Regions from separate parts of the Mus musculus genome. Here regions 1, 2, 3, 5 and 6 are each linked to region 4. The links are chromatin contacts, called in public HiChIP or PLAC-seq and promoter capture Hi-C maps. All regions are on one chromosome and are shown on one strand. Each heading gives the region's core, a stretch centred on a gene start, on an enhancer-like site or on the middle of the called end of the contact. The rest is flanking DNA. Distances are from core to core; before and after follow the strand shown. Region 1 holds the start of Sfmbt1 (Scm-like with four mbt domains 1). Region 2 overlaps Rft1 (RFT1 homolog). Region 3 holds the start of Rft1 (RFT1 homolog). Region 4 holds the start of Il17rb (interleukin 17 receptor B). Region 5 holds the start of Nek4 (NIMA (never in mitosis gene a)-related expressed kinase 4). Region 6 has its middle 7.3 kb from the start of Mir3076.

Region 1 (2,700 bases), core at 122-2,621, 710 kb before region 4:
TTACTTCCTTCAGATCTTTTTGATGAATACAGCAATCACAAGACACACACCACTTGGGGCCAGTAACTGCTGTGAGTGACCCGCGGGGAAGAGCGCCCACCAAGTTAAAAAAAAAAAAAAAGCCCTACAGGACGCGTCCCACCCCACTGCACCGCAAGCTCTAAAGATGACCTGGCTTTGACAGCTTAGTTTGAGACCCCACGCGAACAGCTGGCATCTCGGGGGGGAAACTTAACACGACGTCTATCCTTTCCGCGGGAATTTATCCCGAGTCTCACAAGGCTTTTCTGCTCCGCAAAGAGCAGGCCTTGCTTCCCAGGACACAGGGCTCGCCCCTCCAGCGTCTTTACAGCGAACAAAACAAGACTTGGGAACAGAAAACGAAACGGTCACGGACCTGCCGAGCGGCCTCAGGACGCTCCCCAGATCCGCGCAGGGGGTCGGGCGGCGGTGCCTCCCCAGGCGAAGCGCCTGAGAGGCCGGAGCCACCGGTTGCGGTGGAGGCTCAGACTCGGCCACCGCGCTTGCTGTCGCCGCCGCCGCTGCTGCTGCTGCCGCTGCCGCCGCCGCCTAGGCCCTGAGAAGTTGAGCGGCCGCGCGGGCTGCGGGTTCGCGCCCCGCCCGGAGCGAGCCCGGGGGGGCGGGTCCGCGGGGGCTCGGCGGGAGGCCGCTCGATGGGGGCAGGGGACCGGAGCCTGCAAGTTGGGAGCCCGCTACCGCCACCCGGCCACTTTGGCCTCTCGCGCCCAGCTGGGCTGACGCGCGCCGCTCGCCCGTTCTCCCTCTCTCTCTCTCTCTCCCGGCGCCGCCGGCCTCCGCCGCGTCCGCGAGGTGCCCGGGCGCGTCCCCGCAGCCCCCGCCGGCCGACGCGCCGAGCCTCGGGACCGCGCCAGGCCGCGCGCGCGGGCGCCGCGTCCCCCCACCCACTCCAGTCGTCCCCCCCGCCCAACGCGCCGCCGCCGCCCGTTGGCGCCTCAGATCGCGCGCTCGCTGCCCGCTGGCTCCCGGCGCTTCCCGCTGGCAAAGTTGCTGGGCCTCTTTGGGAGGGCGCCGCACCACCCCTCAGGCCGCCGCGCGGGAAGGCCCAGCCGGCCGCCCCGCTTTTTTTACCTGACGGGAGTTTTCGCGCGCGCGCTTGCTCGCTCTCCCCGCTCGCTCGCACGCCCGCCCGCTCGCTCGGTTTTCTTTCTTTCCTTCTTGGCGCTCGCCCGCGCGGGGCGCCTTTTCCGCTCGCGCTGCTCGCGCCCTCCTTCCTGCTGAGCCCGGCAGAGCGGGGCGGCCGGCAGCTCTCCCCGCCCCCCTGCACCCGCGCTCCGGCGGAGGCGGCGGCGGCGGCGCTCCGCGCTCCGACTCATTCCAATATGGCACGGACGCAAGGCGCATGCGCCCGCGGCCCCCCCACTCCCTCCCCCAGCTCCGCGGTCCTCCCTCCCGGCAACCCGCGCCCCTCGCTTCGCGCGCGTGGCACTCCCGACCCGGCCTCCCCAAGCCCACCGGCTCGCGGAGCTGGAGCTGCACGGGAGACGACGCGTCCGCGGGCCCGGGTCCATAACCCGCCGCTTTGCTCGCGTCCCCCTGTCCGCACCTCGCCGAAAGACACCCGCGAGGCCGTGGCGCTGGGCGTCGCGGCGTGAGCCTCTGATCCCCGACGGCGCCATGGACGGAGAACGGCTTGGAGACGGCGTCCTCGGGCTCCGGAGGCGCGTCCTGGCCTTGCTTGGGATTCTGGAAAGAAAGACCTCACCTCGGGCTTCTGGACAGAGCGGCTCGGGACCCCGCGAAGTCCCTGATCCATCCGTCCCTGGCGAAGCGCGCCACTGTAGCCCGCACGTGACCACCTCGAGCAAGATGGTATTAGCAGAGAGGCAGCAGTTCTGCAGGTCCCCAAGGGGCGCATACCGTGGCCGAGGGAGCTGCGCCCGCCCGCCGGACCACGTCGGGAATCCTACACGTTCTTTGAGATCTAGCAGGGCACTCTAGTGCTCGTCTACCGAGTCCGACTCGAACGCCTCTACGTACCTCATGTCCAGGCTCAGTAAATGAGTTGTCCTGCCGCAAAGGGGCACAGGTTGACCTAAGAGCTTCAGGAGAAGCTCAAAAATGCTGTGAATCAGCCTCGAATCGGAAGGTGCCCACAGGCAGTTACGTTCGGCTACTCAACCCTTCTTCAGCGAGCACAGGTGTCAATAGGAAGCACACCCACCTGCTCCAGAAAGTTCCCTCAGAAGAAAATCCCAGCGCCTGTGGGATCCCGGAGTGCCAATGAGACCAGACTCTCCAGCCTAAGATGGCCTCAGTCAGGGGCTCCTACTCAAGGAAGACTCCTTTCTTTTAGAGAAGAGGAGGCGAGACACACACACACACACACACACACACACACACACACACACACACACACACGAAGGTCTTGGGATGCTCCCATTAGCATCTTTCTCATGTTTTTGGGCAACCTTGGGAAATATGCACATTACAAACGCCAGATGATTTTTTTCTTTTTGTAAGTGTAAGCACCATTGAAAAGACAAAGTAACAAGAAAAAAAAATAAAGAAGAATATAAAAGGATATTCAATTATTGCTACACAATTTGAGCTCCCACCCACCCCCTCCCAACACCCCCCCCGCCCCGGCCAAAAACAAAAAACAAACAAACAAACAAACAAAAAAACCCTTCTTCATAGATACATGCTTGCAAGCACACA
Region 2 (2,700 bases), core at 80-2,579, 670 kb before region 4:
CCAACTTAAAAACAAGCAAAAATTATTTCAAAACCATACTATTTAACAATAAAATAAGGGGAGACTGCTCAAATGTTAAAGGTGAAAACGGCTTCCAAGTCTTAAGGGAGGCCAGATACTCTCTCTAACTCTGTCTCTGTCTCTCTTGGTCTCTGTCTGTCTCTCTCTGTCTGTCTCTGTCTCTCTTTCTCTGAAACAGGGTTTCTCTGTGTTTCCTGGAACTCACTCTATAGACCAGGCAGGCCTGAAGCTCAGAAATCTACCTGCCTCTGCTTCCCAAATGCTGTAATTAAAGGTGTACGCCAGCATGCCTGGCTTGAATTTTCATTTCCACATATGAAACGCCCTGGCCATGACAGAGACAGGGCACCAAACAGTGGCCACAACCCCAAAGATTAAGTTCTCTCCTCCTGGGAACTCAAAAAGAATTCATTATAAGGCCAGACTCCCTCTTCTCTCAAGACTCCTCTCTCTGACCTGTCTCCCTGTAAAGACAACTGTGACAGGGACTTCTTAGGTCCTATCTCTGTGCTATTCTGACCCTCTAACTTCAAACAGTTCTAGGTTTTGTAAATACAGCTAGCCTCCATATCTGAGGGTTTGTGATTCTAATGATTCAACTAACTATAAATCAAAAACATCCCAAAAAGTGCATTTGCACTGAACATGACTTTATGTGTATGGATGCTTTTATTATTATTATAGTAATAACAAATAATAAATTGTTTCCTAAACAAATAGTACAACAATAGCTCCGCATAGCACTTGCATTGCACTAGGTACAATTAAAGCATAAAGAAGAGTATGTCTAGGTTATACACAAAAAATACACCATTTTACACAGGGACTTGAGCACCTTAGATTTTAAAATATCTGGGATTGGTCTAAGAACCAAAACCTGATACCAAGGCACAATTGTATAATCCCCTGTCAATCCTGAGTTCACGTCTTCAAATAGTTCCTTAATACCTGCAAAGCATGGAGGCTCCTTAACTCTGCACTGGAGGCCTTTTATATACTAACTCCAGCTTTCTTTTTGGCCTCCTTTCTTCAGCCTCACCCTGTCTGTCACACTGTCATCCTGGTTCAGTCTGAACCCGACTGACTGGAGTATCTTAGCCTTCTACAATGGGTTTTTTCAGGCCCCTCCGGCAGGACAATGGGCTCTCCTCCTCATGAGCTCCCTTGGACAGGAGACCTCTCAGATGTTCACATCTCTTTTCCTCTTTGGCTTCTTAACAGAGCTCTAGTAAACAAGGGCCCGTACAGAGCCTGTGCTAAGTCTCCAAGCCCCGCCCACAGCCATGCACTAGCTAAGTACTTCACAGCAGTGGCTTGGCAAGAGAAGCTCCTTGAGGCCATGCTTGCTGCTTATCTGTGGTTGTTCTCAGCACCCACAGTGTACAGGAAACGTGGGGTGGAAGCATATATGCTCTCACTACCACAAACAGAACCGTTCAGAAAATGGCTGGAAAATGTATAAAAAGCTAGGATCTGATAATGAGATTTTGTTTTTCTCTAATTTTCTGCCATATAATACACGTTTATAATAAATATTTTAAATGATTTACTATGGGCTTTTCCAGTTAGGTTTTGCTGCAGCTTAAGTATAAAGCGTTTCCATGTATTTAAGCTTTGAGCCCAGCCCATGGTCCTCCTGAAACCCTCAGGAGATAGAGCCTAGAGGGAGAAAGCCAGGTGACAGGAGCATACTGTTGAAGGACATATTAAAACTCTGTTTCCCAACAGCCTCTCTGCATACACTAGCACCATGACATACAACAGCCTCTCTGCATACACTAGCACCATGACACACAACAGCCTCTCTGCATACACTAGCACCATGACACACTGCTTCACTTTGGCAACAAAGGCGAGTAACCGTGAGTTAAAGCTGTGGCCACCCTGAACCTCTCCTTCCTTTAAGCTGGTTACTTTGGGTAATCTGCCACAGTAACAGGAAGCTGACTAACAAAGACTTGGATTTCAATTCCACATCCCTACACAGAGGGAGAGACTATCTTCTGTAAGGCTGTGGAGTGATTTAAGGCAGACAACTTAAGTAAAACATAAAGTTAAATAAATATTGGTTCCCTATCTTATTTAAAAGCAGATAGAGCAAGCACATCTCTAAGGGTCCTCTGCTGCGGGCCCCAGACAAGTGTTCTGGTGTCAGCAGTCCCGTGGAATCCTTTTGTATCTTCTATGATCTCCCAACTGCTCAATGTGAACTCTGCTTTACTCACCTTCTGTCAAAATCTGCTTCAAGAACGACTGTTTGAAGAAGCTCCAAGCCAATCCTGCCTCCTTCCAGTTGACAAATGCCTGAAAGAAAAATGAGCATAAAACCACATCTCCAGCTTTTCAGATCTAAGCCTGGGCAGTCCATACGGCCCCAACTTGAATAGTTTCCCCTGACTCTTCAATCAGTGCTAAGAGCATAGAAGACATCCAAACATACCAGAAAATGTATATGACGGATAAGATTTGAATCGTGAATGTTTCCTACGGCCATGTGTTGACCTGATTGGAAGGTGGCAGAGCCTTTTAAGGGTGCCCAGTGAGAAGGGCTTAGGCCACCAAGGGTGTGCTTTGAAGGGCAGTGTGGGACCCCAGCCCCTTCTCTTCTTTCCCTTCCTTGTCAGGAGGAAAACTGTTTTGTTCAGCCATGCACTTCTGCCACAGTGTGCTACCCTGACA
Region 3 (2,700 bases), core at 135-2,634, 650 kb before region 4:
CTAATCACCCTGTGAAGCTGCAGTGCTGTTCTCATTCAAAATGAGGAAGCTGCCGGGATGGAGGTATGTGCTTGTTACCCCAGCACTTTGTAAACTGCAGCAAGTACATCAAGAATTCAAGGCCAGCTTGGACTACATAGCAGTATCTTTTCATAAATAAATAAATAAAGCCAGGACTGGTGTCTCATGCCTATAAGCAGAGGCAGGGCATATCTGAGGTCAAAGCCAGCCTGGTCTACACAGTGAGTTACAGGACAGCCAGGGAGGCATAGAGAGATCTTGTCTTTAAAAAAAAAAAAAAAAGAAGAAGAAGACAAAGACGAAGAAGGAAAGAAGGAAGGAAGAAAAGAATAAACCGATGCTCAGAAAAAAAGCCAATTGATTTGAACTTTTTTTTGAGACAAGGTCTAAGTATGTAACCCTATCTAGACTGGAGCTCAGATTGGAACTCACAGAGAACTCAACCTCTTGAGTGTTGGGATGAAAGACTTGAGCTACTACACCTAACCCAAGTAACTCTTATCTTAAAAGGGGCCACCTAACCTGAATCTAATTCAGCCTGCTTCTCTCTCCTAACCTCTTTGTGCCTCTCTAGGATAAAGGTGAAGGTGGACTCTGGACCATGTGGACGAACTAGCAAGTGTCATCTGCAAAAGAAAGAAAAAAAAATACAAAGCCAAAAAAGAGTCTGTCCAAGGACACACAGCAGATGCAGTTTATTAAGTGCACACTAGGATGCTGGTACTGCGCTAAGTGAGCTTATTCAAAAGATCCCAAACAATCCTTGCAAATTGCTTTCTGAATTAGATACTATTACACTCATTTTTGTCAACAAGGAGCTAAAAGCTCAGGGGCTGAAGTGACTTGTCCTAGGTCACTGGACAAGCATTGCCTGAACCCGATCCTTGTTCTTAGCTACGCCATATGGGCTCTCTAAACTCAAAGAGAATCAGAGTTGAAGAACAGTTTTGAGGATCAAGAGTGAAACACTCCAGAAATGAACCCCTTAAAATATCAGATTAAAGTAGCCTCTGTCTACTGTTTGTTGATAGTTGTTTAAACTGTCTCCTATCATCACACGGAAACACAAGGCTCAGAAAGAAAATGGCTTGTTTGTAGTCACCAGCCAAGACTGGGACCGCAGTCTCCCAACTCCTAGACCCGGCGCCCCTCCCCGCCTCCGTGGTCCCCCGTGGAACCCTGTGCAGTGCGGGGGACCCAGAGCAGCTTCCCCGGGAGGCTTGGCCGCGGCACCACGCGCTGGAGCGGGCGCAGCAGAGTACCTGCAGCAGGAGACCCGAGGAGGCCAACCGGGCCGCCTGGCCTAGCACCTCCTGGCTGCCCATAGCCCCAGAGCCACAGCTCCGAGGAGGAAACGGGGCCCGCGCCCGCTTCGTCGCGGAAAAATGGCGTCACGGACAGGCTCGCTCCTGATTGGGTCTTTGACAGCAGGGGCGGAGCACAAGAAGCTGCGACTCCAAACAACTTTTGAGGCTGTGTCTCTTGATTTTCTTGGGGTGTCTTGATTTTTGTTGTTGTTGTTTTGAGAGTGTGTTCAGCGCCGATCCCTGTAGACCATGTTGGCCTAGAACTCGCAGTCTCTGGAACACTGGGATAACTGGGGCGCACCCCTAGCCCCAACTGATATCTTTTGGCTTGATTTTTTTTTTTTTTTTTTTAAGACAGGGTCTCATTATGTAGCCTTGGCTATCATAGAACTCGATATGCAAAGCAGACTTGCCTTGAACTCAGTGATCTGCGGGCTTCGGCTTCTGACTCCCAAGTGCCGCAACTCCAGCTGTTATTTTGAAATAAGGTCTTTCTATGTAGCCAGGGCTGGCCTGGAATTCACTTAGAGAGACTAGGATAGCCTTGAACTCCCGATCCTCTTGTCTCCAGCTCCCAAGTGATGAGAATTAAATATTTATTTGTTTTTGCATAGTGTAGTTGTGTGTGTATCAGTGAACTCTCAGGCATCAGTTCTCTCTTTCCACCTTTACATGGGTTCTGCAGTCAAACTCAGATTGGCAGGCTTACATGGTAAGCTCTTAACCTGCTGGGCTAATTTGCAGGCCTGCTAATTATCTTCCCTGTACTCCTGTTCCCTGTTCCCCAGCAGAAGGCCCTGTTTCAAAGCAAAGGAAAACAGAACAAAACAAGCCAGCAGTGGCTGCTGCGGGACAAAGTGCTCAGCAGAGACTAATCAGTGAGATTCTTGCCATTGGCGATCACACGAATGTAGTTACATAACCCTTCCACCAACTGGGCTGGACAGGACTTCTCCCAATTTTGCAAAGGAAGAACTGAGGACTGAAGGTCAGACACAGAATTTTCATGTATGTAGTTCTCTGTAGAAACCTTCCCAAGGCTCTGATACTTGGCCTGGTTGTCGAGAGGAGAAAAGTAAGCCTTGGAGGTGTGAGGTGCCTTGTTCAAATCTGCACATCATGGGCCTGGGCAGAACAGATCGGGGTCAAGGGTCAGACTGGAAGTACTTTATACTTTTTTTTTTAAAGTGGCCAACATACGCAATCACCATTTTCAAAGCTCTTTGGCCTTCCTTGCTGTCTGGTAACTGCCTGTCATCTTACACATCACTACCATCTTTATCAGTACATTTTAGATGCTCATATTTGGATCCCTTCATCCCAGCACTCAGGAGACAGGTGTATCTCTGAGTTTGAGGCTAGCCTGGTCTAT
Region 4 (2,700 bases), core at 132-2,631:
TAAACATCTGCCTGGCTCCTCAGCCCCATAGGGCAAAGTTCTCAGATAGAAGCTGGAAAACAAGGCCGTCTCCATTTTGTCTTCCCACCAGGGCAGGTACTCTGGCCTTGCATGTTCCTGTCACAGTGCTCAGCTCCATGCCAAGAGCATGCACCTTTGCACCCTGGTAGCAGGCAAGGGTTTACCGGTCAGAAAGGCTGCTATGAAAGCTTATTGTTCCCAGGAACCACTGAGCCTGAACGGCTCGCTGAGGTTGAGTGGGAGCCCAGGATGGCCCAGTTCCAGGCGAGGGTGGGGCTACAACCTCCCTTCTGTCAATCTCCTTGGTCAGGCACCAGAACAAGTTTCTCAGGAAACTATTCCTTGCAATCCAACAGAGGCTAGGGACGGAGCCTTCTCCAGGTGAATCAAAACCAGAATCTTCACCTGAAGTCTGTCTCACTGATGAATTTAGTCTGTATCCCAGTCGGGCTTCAGCAAATACAGCCACTTGACTCCACCCAACCTCTTAGCAGGGAGAAGCAGGACTTGTGCCTGAAGCTCTCTCCAATTCCACTGTCTACGTGTCTGGTGAGCCCAGCTCTGCTAACGATATAGGAAGGGCTGAAGCAGCAGAATTCCAGGCTCTGTAGCCCTTTCTCTAACCCCAAATGATACTGGGCTATCCCCCTCTCAAGCCATTTCATCTCAAAAGGATGGTCCCTGGCCCACCTTCCCAAAATTAAGGTCCGAGAGGTGGTGGAGAGTCGGGCAGATCTCACTCAGGCAGAAGCAGCACTGCCAAATGTCAGAACCTTAGCTCGGAACCCACAGTGCTGAGACACCAGCTTCGGGACCCCAGATGTAACCGCCAGGCCTCATTCTATAGGAGTACACTTAACCAGAAAGCCTGAGAGGCCAGGGGTGGAGATTCCTATCACTGTTACCTTGTAACTGTTAAGTTCCTGTCGCTAGTTCTCTCAAAACCCAGAAGGTTTCAGTGGCTTGAGCCCCTCCGCTTCAGGTCCTCACCCAGCCTAGGACCTGAAAAGCTAGCTACTCACCCGGGACAACTCCGCACCTGGGCCAGGACGCGAAGGACAGGAGCCAGGAGAGCCGAGAAGGCAGTGGCCGCTGATCCTCGCCCGCTGCTCTTTAACTGGCGTCCCGGGAGTGCCGCGAGCTGCTCCGTCTGGCTCCAGGCGCGGGTGCGGTCGCCCCACCTGGCCTGCGGCACACACCTGTGCGCGGGGCTCGACACGCCCCGCGCCTGCTGGAGCTTCAGTCCTCCCGGGCCTGAGTCATTCGCACCCCGCCTACCCCCGCGAGCCCCGAGGGCGACAAGGCGGCCACTTTACTGTCTTGGGACCAGGCCAGCGCCGGCTTGGGCAGGGCGGTACTGTGGGAGGCGGAGCCCGGAGAACTGCGGCGGGCGCCTGGATAAGAGGACCCTGGACCTCTGGCCCCAGCTCCGCGTGGTGGTGGGCGGTGGCCAGTGGCCGGGCCATGTTGCTAGTGTTGCTGATCTTGGCTGCATCGTGCAGGAGCGCCCTGCCTCGAGAGCCGGTAAGCATCCCCCTCCATTGTGGGCACCCTTTCGGTTCCCATCCGTTTAGCTGAACCCTGACAAGCGACAAGCGCCTGAAAACCTGCCAGCTCAACTGTCAAGGAATTGTCCATGAACCATCCTTAGAAAGGGGCCAGTTTGCACCCCTGAGCTAACCGCGATGGGTCTTGAACTCACACCACCCATCTATTGCCATCCTGGAAGGTATCAGTTGTCAGACTGCTTCCCAGGGGAATGAGGTTTAGAACTGTCACAGATGCCACCTGGGCATTTGAGTCGTAGTATTCTCCTCAAAAAGAAAAAGGGTGGTACTCAACTCACACAGGTATGCCTTGTCCTGGGTTAATGATGACAAACAAGACAGTACTGCTTACATCTGTGCTGCCCACCTCTTGGGTCAACAGACAGCCTGCATCAGTTTGCTTGCTTGCTTTTCCTTTCTGTCTAGGGCCATGTTAACTCCTGAAGGCAGCTTTCCTTTCTTCTCCAGTCCCCATGAATGAAAGAATCTTTCTAGGAGGGAAAAGCGCATCCTCAACAAGGCATTCAGATGCAAGCCCTGCTCTCTTCACACATTGGAAGGCATCCTTGGTGACTGTGGAAAGTCACAGCTTATTTATGGTGTCCTGAAGCCCTTGCCGTCTCTGTGCAAGAGAAAAAAACTGTCCTGGGGGCAGCTGTGAAGAACATTGAATGAACTCTGCAAAATGTAGAGCCCTCACCTGGCTTTTCCTACACACCTTGTCTTGCTCCCATTCAAGTAGAACTTGGTTCCTAGTAGGTGGCTCATTTGCTTAATAAGAGAATGTCACAAAGCAAAGGACAGTGGATGACATCATCCAAACCCCATTTGCTCCATCAAAACCTCTGCTTTCTGCCTTCACCAAGGTTTTGGAAATGAGAGAGCTGAGATCTTAAGAGTCCTTTGGGTTTGTCACATTGTGTCTTGCCACTGAAGATTACTGACAACTAAAATAAATGTTTTAGGCTCAATATACTATTTCCAAACTAGTACTCTTCCCTTTTAATGGAAACGTCAAAGGGTTTAGTAACTGGCCTTTCGTAGACAGTAGGGGGGTTTTACTTTTTTGAAAGCTGTTTTAGAAAGATGAGGTCACTGTCCCCAACGGATTTCTAAGTAGCTCAGCTGAGTT
Region 5 (2,700 bases), core at 59-2,558, 940 kb before region 4:
CTTGAGGGGTGGCGGCTCTCTCAGCTTGTTGCTGCCACTGGCTTGGTAGAACTAAGAACTATGAAACATCGCTCATCAGTTTCATAATTGTGCCTGTTTGTGCACAACATTCTATGGCCACCCTGATAGCAAAGAATACTGAAGAACTGGTTCATTAGACTCTGGGTGATGGCATAAAGTAATTTACATAAAGGAGTAACATCAGATTTGAGTTTAAGAAAGATGTCTGCAAACCGGGCGGTGGTGGCGCATGTCTTTAATCCCAGCACTTGGGAGGCAGAGGCAGGCAGATTTCTGAGTTCGAGGCCAGCCTGGTCTACAAAGTGAGTTCCAGGACAGCCAGAACTATACAGAGTAACCCTGTCTCCAAACAAACAAACAAAAAGAAAGAAAGAAAGAAAGAAAGAAAGAAAGATGACTGCAGTAGAAGAGACAGGTTAGAGGGGAAAAAAAAGCAGGCAGCAGGAACTAGTTGGGGAGTGGGCATTTAGCCAGAAAGACTGGTGGCCTGTACTAGGGTGGAGATGCCGGTTTGACCTAGTGACAGGAATAGAACCAGCGTTGGGGACATTAAAGGTAATTGTTACCAGCTTAGGAAACTGCATGGCTGGTCAAGCTACTCACTGAAATAGGGTCCATGAGAAAGTGCTGGCGAGAAGATGCTGAGATGAGTTTTTAAGGAGTACAAACTACACAAGAGACAGGGCTTGCACGGTGGCCCTGAACTAGGCTTTGGGAACACATGGCCCCTGTTCTCAAGAAAATTTCAGGTGACAGGAGGTTTGCAGATAAAGAAAACTAATACCGAAGAATAGACAAAATCCGGGGCTCCTATTATAGGGGAAGTTGAGAAGCTGACCTCTTATCTGAGAAGAGTCCCTGCCCATCACTCCGGGCCTGTACATTTGAGGATGCCCTAGACGTATCCCTTCCCTCATCGCCCCGGCCAGGTCCCAAGTCCCCGACCTGCTTGCCGTCTCGCCGATGCTTCACGAGCGTCACCTCCCCGTAACTACCCCTGCCCACGACCCGCATGTAGCAGTATGCGGCCTGGGGCATGTTCCCGAAGGAGGCCTACAGTCGGGAAGCTGTGGCAGCGGCGCGTAAGGCTGCGGGAGGCCCCGCTCATGCCAGACGGGAGGTGAAGTACTCCATAAACGCGGCCCACCGCGGGCAGGAGCTTCGAGGCCCGGCCCACCCGGACGCCGCTACCATAGCGATACTGGCGGGGTAGTCCTGCGCATGCTCAGAGTTGGAAGACGCGCCATAGAGTCGACCTAGCGGTGGCCAGAGCTGCTCCTCGTGCTTGGGGGAGGACCTACCATCGAGCCGTCGCGGAAGCGGCCAGAGCGGTTCGGCAGCCCCGGAGGACCTGCCATAGAGCTTCGCTCCTGGAAGGCCAGAGCGACTCCCGAGCCGCACTTCCTGCGTTTTGGTTCTACATTTGCTCATTGAATCCTTTCTGGTTCTAAGCGAGTTACGCGTATGGTTCATTCGTTCTACAAATATTAACCGGCTATGTGCTTGGCTCACATTCAGTTAAAAGAGTGGCCAACTCTAGGCTTCACCAATGATGTTTGCTCTATTTGTTTTGTAGCGTGTCAGTATTCGGCCTGCCGTTTTGGTGCATTTGGTGAAGACGTCAATACACTTCATCCCTCAAAGTTTCAGCCTGCTTTACTGAGACTGGCAAAGATCTCTCACAGAATGATTGCAAACCCACCATCCTGAAAGGCTTGCCAGAACTTCACATGCTGCTTCCACGGAGCACCAAGGCCCCCTTTTAACGCCTGTCTGTGAATGCACAAGGCTGCGAAAAGAGCTACCTGCCTTGCCTGAAGAATTTACTTTTAAACAGGCGCACAGTTACTCATTATCCCTCTGTCCCGTTGAGATATATATGCATATGTCTTCTACAAGCCAGAAATGTTTTCCTCCAGGACAGAAAGCCCTTCCTTTGAAATGTAAATCATCAAAAAATTTTGGCGTCTGTTTCCCATTTTGTGTGGGAAGATATAATCCCATCTTCTATAATTGCCAACTAGTAAATTGTAATTGCTTTTACAATGACCAACTGTTATTATTTATTATTATTATTATGTTACTGTTGTTGAGATAAGATCTTCCTCTACAGCTCATCTTGCAATCCTACTCTTGTGTGTTGAGTTTACAGCCATGTAATAGTAACATGCTCCCAAACCTTTGTAATTTTTTTCATTTTTCTAAGGAATTCCGTTTCTCATTTCTCTATTTTCCTATTTTCCCTTCATTGTTTGTTGGTGCGTGTGTGAGTGTGCGTGTGTGTGTGTGTGTGTGTGTGTGTTTGTGTGCACGCGTGCGAGCGCGTGTCTTAGAAGAGGTCTCATGTCACCATGTAATCCAGGGTTTTAGAGATCGGCCTGGCTCCGCCTTGAGTGTAGAATTATAGGTGTGTGCCCCCATGCCCAGCCCTCATTCTCGTCTTAAAAGGCCCAGTTACCTCTGCACAGTTGAATGAAGCGCAACTTTCCCTGCTACTGTCAATAGTTACTACACAGCAGTCTGCCCCCTCTGCTCTAGCAAATGTTTGCTTTTGTTTATCTTTAGCAATATCACTAACTAGAATTCAATATTTATTTAAGGTTCCACTTTGTTTGGTTTTCTTTCTTCCTTCCTTCCTTCCTTTCTTTTTTTTTTTTTTTAAAGATTTATTATACGTAA
Region 6 (2,700 bases), core at 62-2,561, 570 kb before region 4:
AGACAGAGGCAGGCAGATTTCTGAGTTCAAGGCCAGCCTGGTCTATAGAGTGAGTTCCAGGACAGCCAGGGCTACACAGAGAAACCCTGTCTTGATAAAACCAAAAAAAGAAAAAAAAAAAAAAAAAAAAAAGAAGAAGATAAAGAGATATTAAGATATGTTCTATGGGGGTGTGGGGGGAAGGGTGTGTGTCAGTGGGGCCCAAGCTAAGGCATCCCTTCTCCCTGAGGTTCCAGCCACACGAAGGTATCATATAGAATAGAGTTTATTTAGGGCATGGGGAGGAAAATTAAGAGAGTAGCAGAGGCAGAGAAAAGCAGAGAGAAGGAGAGAGTAGAGAAGTAGAGGCCAGCCATGACCACGTGGAGAGAGGGGGTAAAGGAATGGGGAGAGAGGGGGAACAAGGGGGCAAGAGGCAAGGGAGAGAAGCAGGAGTAAGAGAGAGAGGAGGGGGCAAGCAGCCCCTTTTATAGAGGTCCAGACCTACTTGGCTGTTGCCAGGTAACTGTGGGGTGGAGTCCATTCAGACAGAATACACAAATAAAAACCCCCACCCTGTGGCACCTCGGAATAAATCCTAGCTTCCCGGCAATCCCCCAGTGACCTTGCTGGCTCCTGAGCATCTGCTGTGCCTCAGCCCCAAACTCTCAGTCACTCAACAGTGTCGCCCTCTTTCTTCTCTGCTTCCTATGCAGGCCAGGCTTAGGGTTAAAGACAAAAGTCAAGTCTGACCACAAGAAAAACCGGAATTCAAGCAGTGGGCTGAGAGAGCGCACAGTGGGGAGGGGCTCAGCAGAAACTTCCAGGGTTTTTTTTTGTTTTGATTTTTGTCTTTTTTTTTTTTTTTTTTTTTTTTTTTTTTCCAGAGACAGGGTTTCTATGTGTAGCCCTGGCTACTGGAACTCACTCTGTAGTCTAGGCTGGCCTTGGAGACAAGGCTGGCTTGGTATTTAATGGTCTACAAGACCAGGTTGGCCTTGAACTCAGAGCTCCTTCTGCCTTCGCCTTCCGTGTCCTGGGATTAAAGGTGTGTGCCACCATGCCAGGTCATTGTTCTTTTTCATTAATTTTTGTTAGCGTATAAAATACTGGGTTTATTATGACGTTTTTATATACATACATGTATTGCTATGCTTTGCTCGTACATAAAAAAATTGGGGCCTTTATTCAAAAAATGTTTATTAAAATAGTTATTTAGGTTAGATTCAAAAAATAAGAAGTGTTCCGATATGACTTCTTTCTGACTGTGTGGTTATTTAGTTCTCATTTATCCGTCTACCCCGTGACCTTTCCTCACCTCCCTCCCTTCCTCCAGTTAGCTCTCACTTCTGTTTTTCCATTACATCAGTTTCATTCTCTTCTGTTTCCCACCCTCCCTTAAGAGCTCTCCCACTCTCACGATCCCTTTTCTAGCTTACTGACCTCTAAACATACCCCTGAACACATATATGCATCCCAATTTAAATATAATTCTCGTATACAAGAAAACAGGAAGTGACTCTTTCTGAGTGCTGTCACTCAGTCCTCTGAGTGACAGCTGCCATTGCCATCAGGCCAGCAATGTCTGCTTTGGGGAGATGGGGAGGGAGAGCAGGGGATGGTCATTCCCCACCAGGGCCCAGCCACTCCCTGCTGCTCCTTGGAATGGTCTCTATGCAGATCTGCTCTAGCTGCAGGTTGCCTATGGGTAGGAGCTAGAGGACATATACAGAAGAGGAGAGTTAGGTTAGCTGTTGTAAGTGGGGTATGCGGCTAGGGAGGAGCCATAGTTCACGATGGATAAAGGCTGGTTTGGGGTCCCCCACACTCTTCCCAGCATCTCCTCACTTACAGGGAAAAAAAGCAAATTCAAATTTTCTTTTTTCTTTTTCTTTTTTGGTTCTTTTCCAGACAGGGTTTCTCTGTGAAGCCCTGGCTGTCCTGGAACTCACTCTGTAGACCAGGCTGACCTCGAACTCAGAAATCTGCCTGTCTCTGCCTCCAAAGTGCTGGGATTAGAGGCGTGCGCCACCACTGCCCGACAAATTTGAATTTTCTTATCCCACCCTTCTTCGTTGGCTCTCACAGATGTGGTTATTGCTCTCCATTGTGGGTTTGTTTTTTTTTAAATATTTATTTATTATATGTAAGTACACTGTAGCTGTCTTCAGACACACCAGAAGAGGGAGTCAGATCTTGTTACGGATGGTTGTGAGCCACCATGTGGTTGCTGGGATTTGAACTCTGGACCTTCGGAAGAGCAGTCGGGTGCTCTTACCCACTGAGCCATCTCACCAGCCCTCCATTGTGGTTTTTAAACTCTCCTTTTTTCTTCCTTCCTTCCTTCCTTCCTTCCTTCCTTCCTTCCTTCCTTCCTTCCTTCCTTCCTTCCCTTTCTTTCTTTCTTTCTTTCTTTCTTTCTTTCTTTCTTTCTTTCTTTCTTTCTTTCTTTCTTTCTCTCTCTCTTTCTCTTTTCCTTCCTTCCTTTCCTTCCCTTCCTTCTCTCTCTCTCTTTTCTTTCTTTCATGTGCATTGGTATATGTGTGTCTGTGTGAAGGCGTCAGATCTCCTGGAGCTGGAGTTACATGCAATGGTGGACTTCCATGTGGGTTCTGGGAAATTGAGCCCAGGTTCTCTTTAAGAGCTGCCAGTGCCCTTAACTGAGCCATCTCTCCAACCCCTCCGTTGTGTTTTACTATGCAGCTGGAGCCCAAGACAAGA

What was found. Promoter capture Hi-C pulls out the DNA fragments that hold promoters and counts their contacts. HiChIP or PLAC-seq counts read pairs in DNA pulled down with a chosen protein or histone mark. Capture Hi-C pulls out chosen DNA fragments and counts their contacts.
Region 1: a promoter capture Hi-C map of liver shows a contact between it and region 4, with 2.0 times the contacts expected there. The contact joins the promoter of Sfmbt1 here to the promoter of Il17rb in region 4. A contact is called at or near these places in 9 of 39 promoter capture datasets (the 3T3-L1 cell line, the C10 cell line, cranial neural crest and 5 more), 2 of 115 datasets of contacts at active chromatin or transcription factors (the SCID.adh cell line and embryonic stem cells) and 2 of 9 other capture datasets (liver and pancreatic islet).
Region 2: a contact with region 4 is called in a promoter capture Hi-C map of hippocampal neurons, with 5 times the contacts expected there. The contact joins the enhancer-like site here to the promoter of Il17rb in region 4. A contact is called at or near these places in 5 of 39 promoter capture datasets (the C10 cell line, cranial neural crest, hippocampal neurons and 1 more) and 2 of 484 Hi-C or Micro-C datasets (cerebral cortex and cortical neurons).
Region 3: an H3K4me3 HiChIP or PLAC-seq map of craniofacial prominence shows a contact between it and region 4, with 4 times the contacts expected there. The contact joins the promoter of Rft1 here to the promoter of Il17rb in region 4. A contact is called at or near these places in 6 of 39 promoter capture datasets (3T3-L1-derived adipocytes, cranial neural crest, embryonic stem cells and 3 more), 1 of 484 Hi-C or Micro-C datasets (cerebral cortex) and 3 of 115 datasets of contacts at active chromatin or transcription factors (bone marrow-derived macrophages, craniofacial prominence and embryonic stem cells).
Region 5: a promoter capture Hi-C map of hippocampal neurons shows a contact between it and region 4, with 4 times the contacts expected there. The contact joins the promoter of Nek4 here to the promoter of Il17rb in region 4. A contact is called at or near these places in 2 of 39 promoter capture datasets (cranial neural crest and hippocampal neurons).
Region 6: a contact with region 4 is called in a promoter capture Hi-C map of pre-B cells, with 4 times the contacts expected there. The contact joins the enhancer-like site here to the promoter of Il17rb in region 4. A contact is called at or near these places in 15 of 39 promoter capture datasets (the 3T3-L1 cell line, the C10 cell line, the HPC-7 cell line and 9 more), 2 of 484 Hi-C or Micro-C datasets (the HPC-7 cell line and cortical neurons), 4 of 115 datasets of contacts at active chromatin or transcription factors (astrocytes, forebrain, kidney and 1 more) and 3 of 9 other capture datasets (adipose tissue, liver and pancreatic islet).

The regions. Positions count from the first base shown.
Region 1 is chr14:30,714,286-30,716,985 of GRCm38.p6, reverse strand. It overlaps Sfmbt1 (Scm-like with four mbt domains 1), which reads right to left and starts at 1,371. Exons shown (of 21, transcript NM_001166532.1): 1 at 1,111-1,371.
Region 2 is chr14:30,673,795-30,676,494 of GRCm38.p6, reverse strand. It overlaps Rft1 (RFT1 homolog), which reads right to left. Exons shown (of 13, transcript NM_177815.3): 7 at 2,247-2,325. Among named protein-coding and RNA genes, the nearest start is that of Rft1, 21 kb to the right of the region's middle. Within about 2 kb of position 1,329, at least 55 of the 459 cell types and tissues checked have an H3K27ac peak or open chromatin away from gene starts, as enhancers often do.
Region 3 is chr14:30,653,059-30,655,758 of GRCm38.p6, reverse strand. It overlaps Rft1 (RFT1 homolog), which reads right to left and starts at 1,384. Exons shown (of 13, transcript NM_177815.3): 1 at 1,284-1,384. The coding sequence starts at 1,346.
Region 4 is chr14:30,007,577-30,010,276 of GRCm38.p6, reverse strand. It overlaps Il17rb (interleukin 17 receptor B), which reads left to right and starts at 1,381. Exons shown (of 11, transcript NM_019583.3): 1 at 1,381-1,545. The coding sequence starts at 1,486. Chdh (choline dehydrogenase) reads right to left here and starts at 1,277. Exons shown (of 8, transcript NM_001136240.1): 1 at 1,044-1,277.
Region 5 is chr14:30,949,985-30,952,684 of GRCm38.p6, reverse strand. Nek4 (NIMA (never in mitosis gene a)-related expressed kinase 4) reads right to left here and starts at 1,308. Exons shown (of 15, transcript NM_011849.3): 1 at 967-1,308. The coding sequence starts at 1,059. Gm41121 (a long non-coding RNA gene) reads left to right here and starts at 1,251. Exons shown (of 2, transcript XR_874490.3): 1 at 1,251-1,483; 2 at 1,598-2,253.
Region 6 is chr14:30,578,077-30,580,776 of GRCm38.p6, reverse strand. No RefSeq gene overlaps it. Among named protein-coding and RNA genes, the nearest start is that of Mir3076, 7.3 kb to the right of the region's middle. Within about 2 kb of position 1,311, at least 67 of the 459 cell types and tissues checked have an H3K27ac peak or open chromatin away from gene starts, as enhancers often do. A contact at or near this core is called in the HPC-7 cell line, embryonic stem cells and pre-B cells, where this site is marked.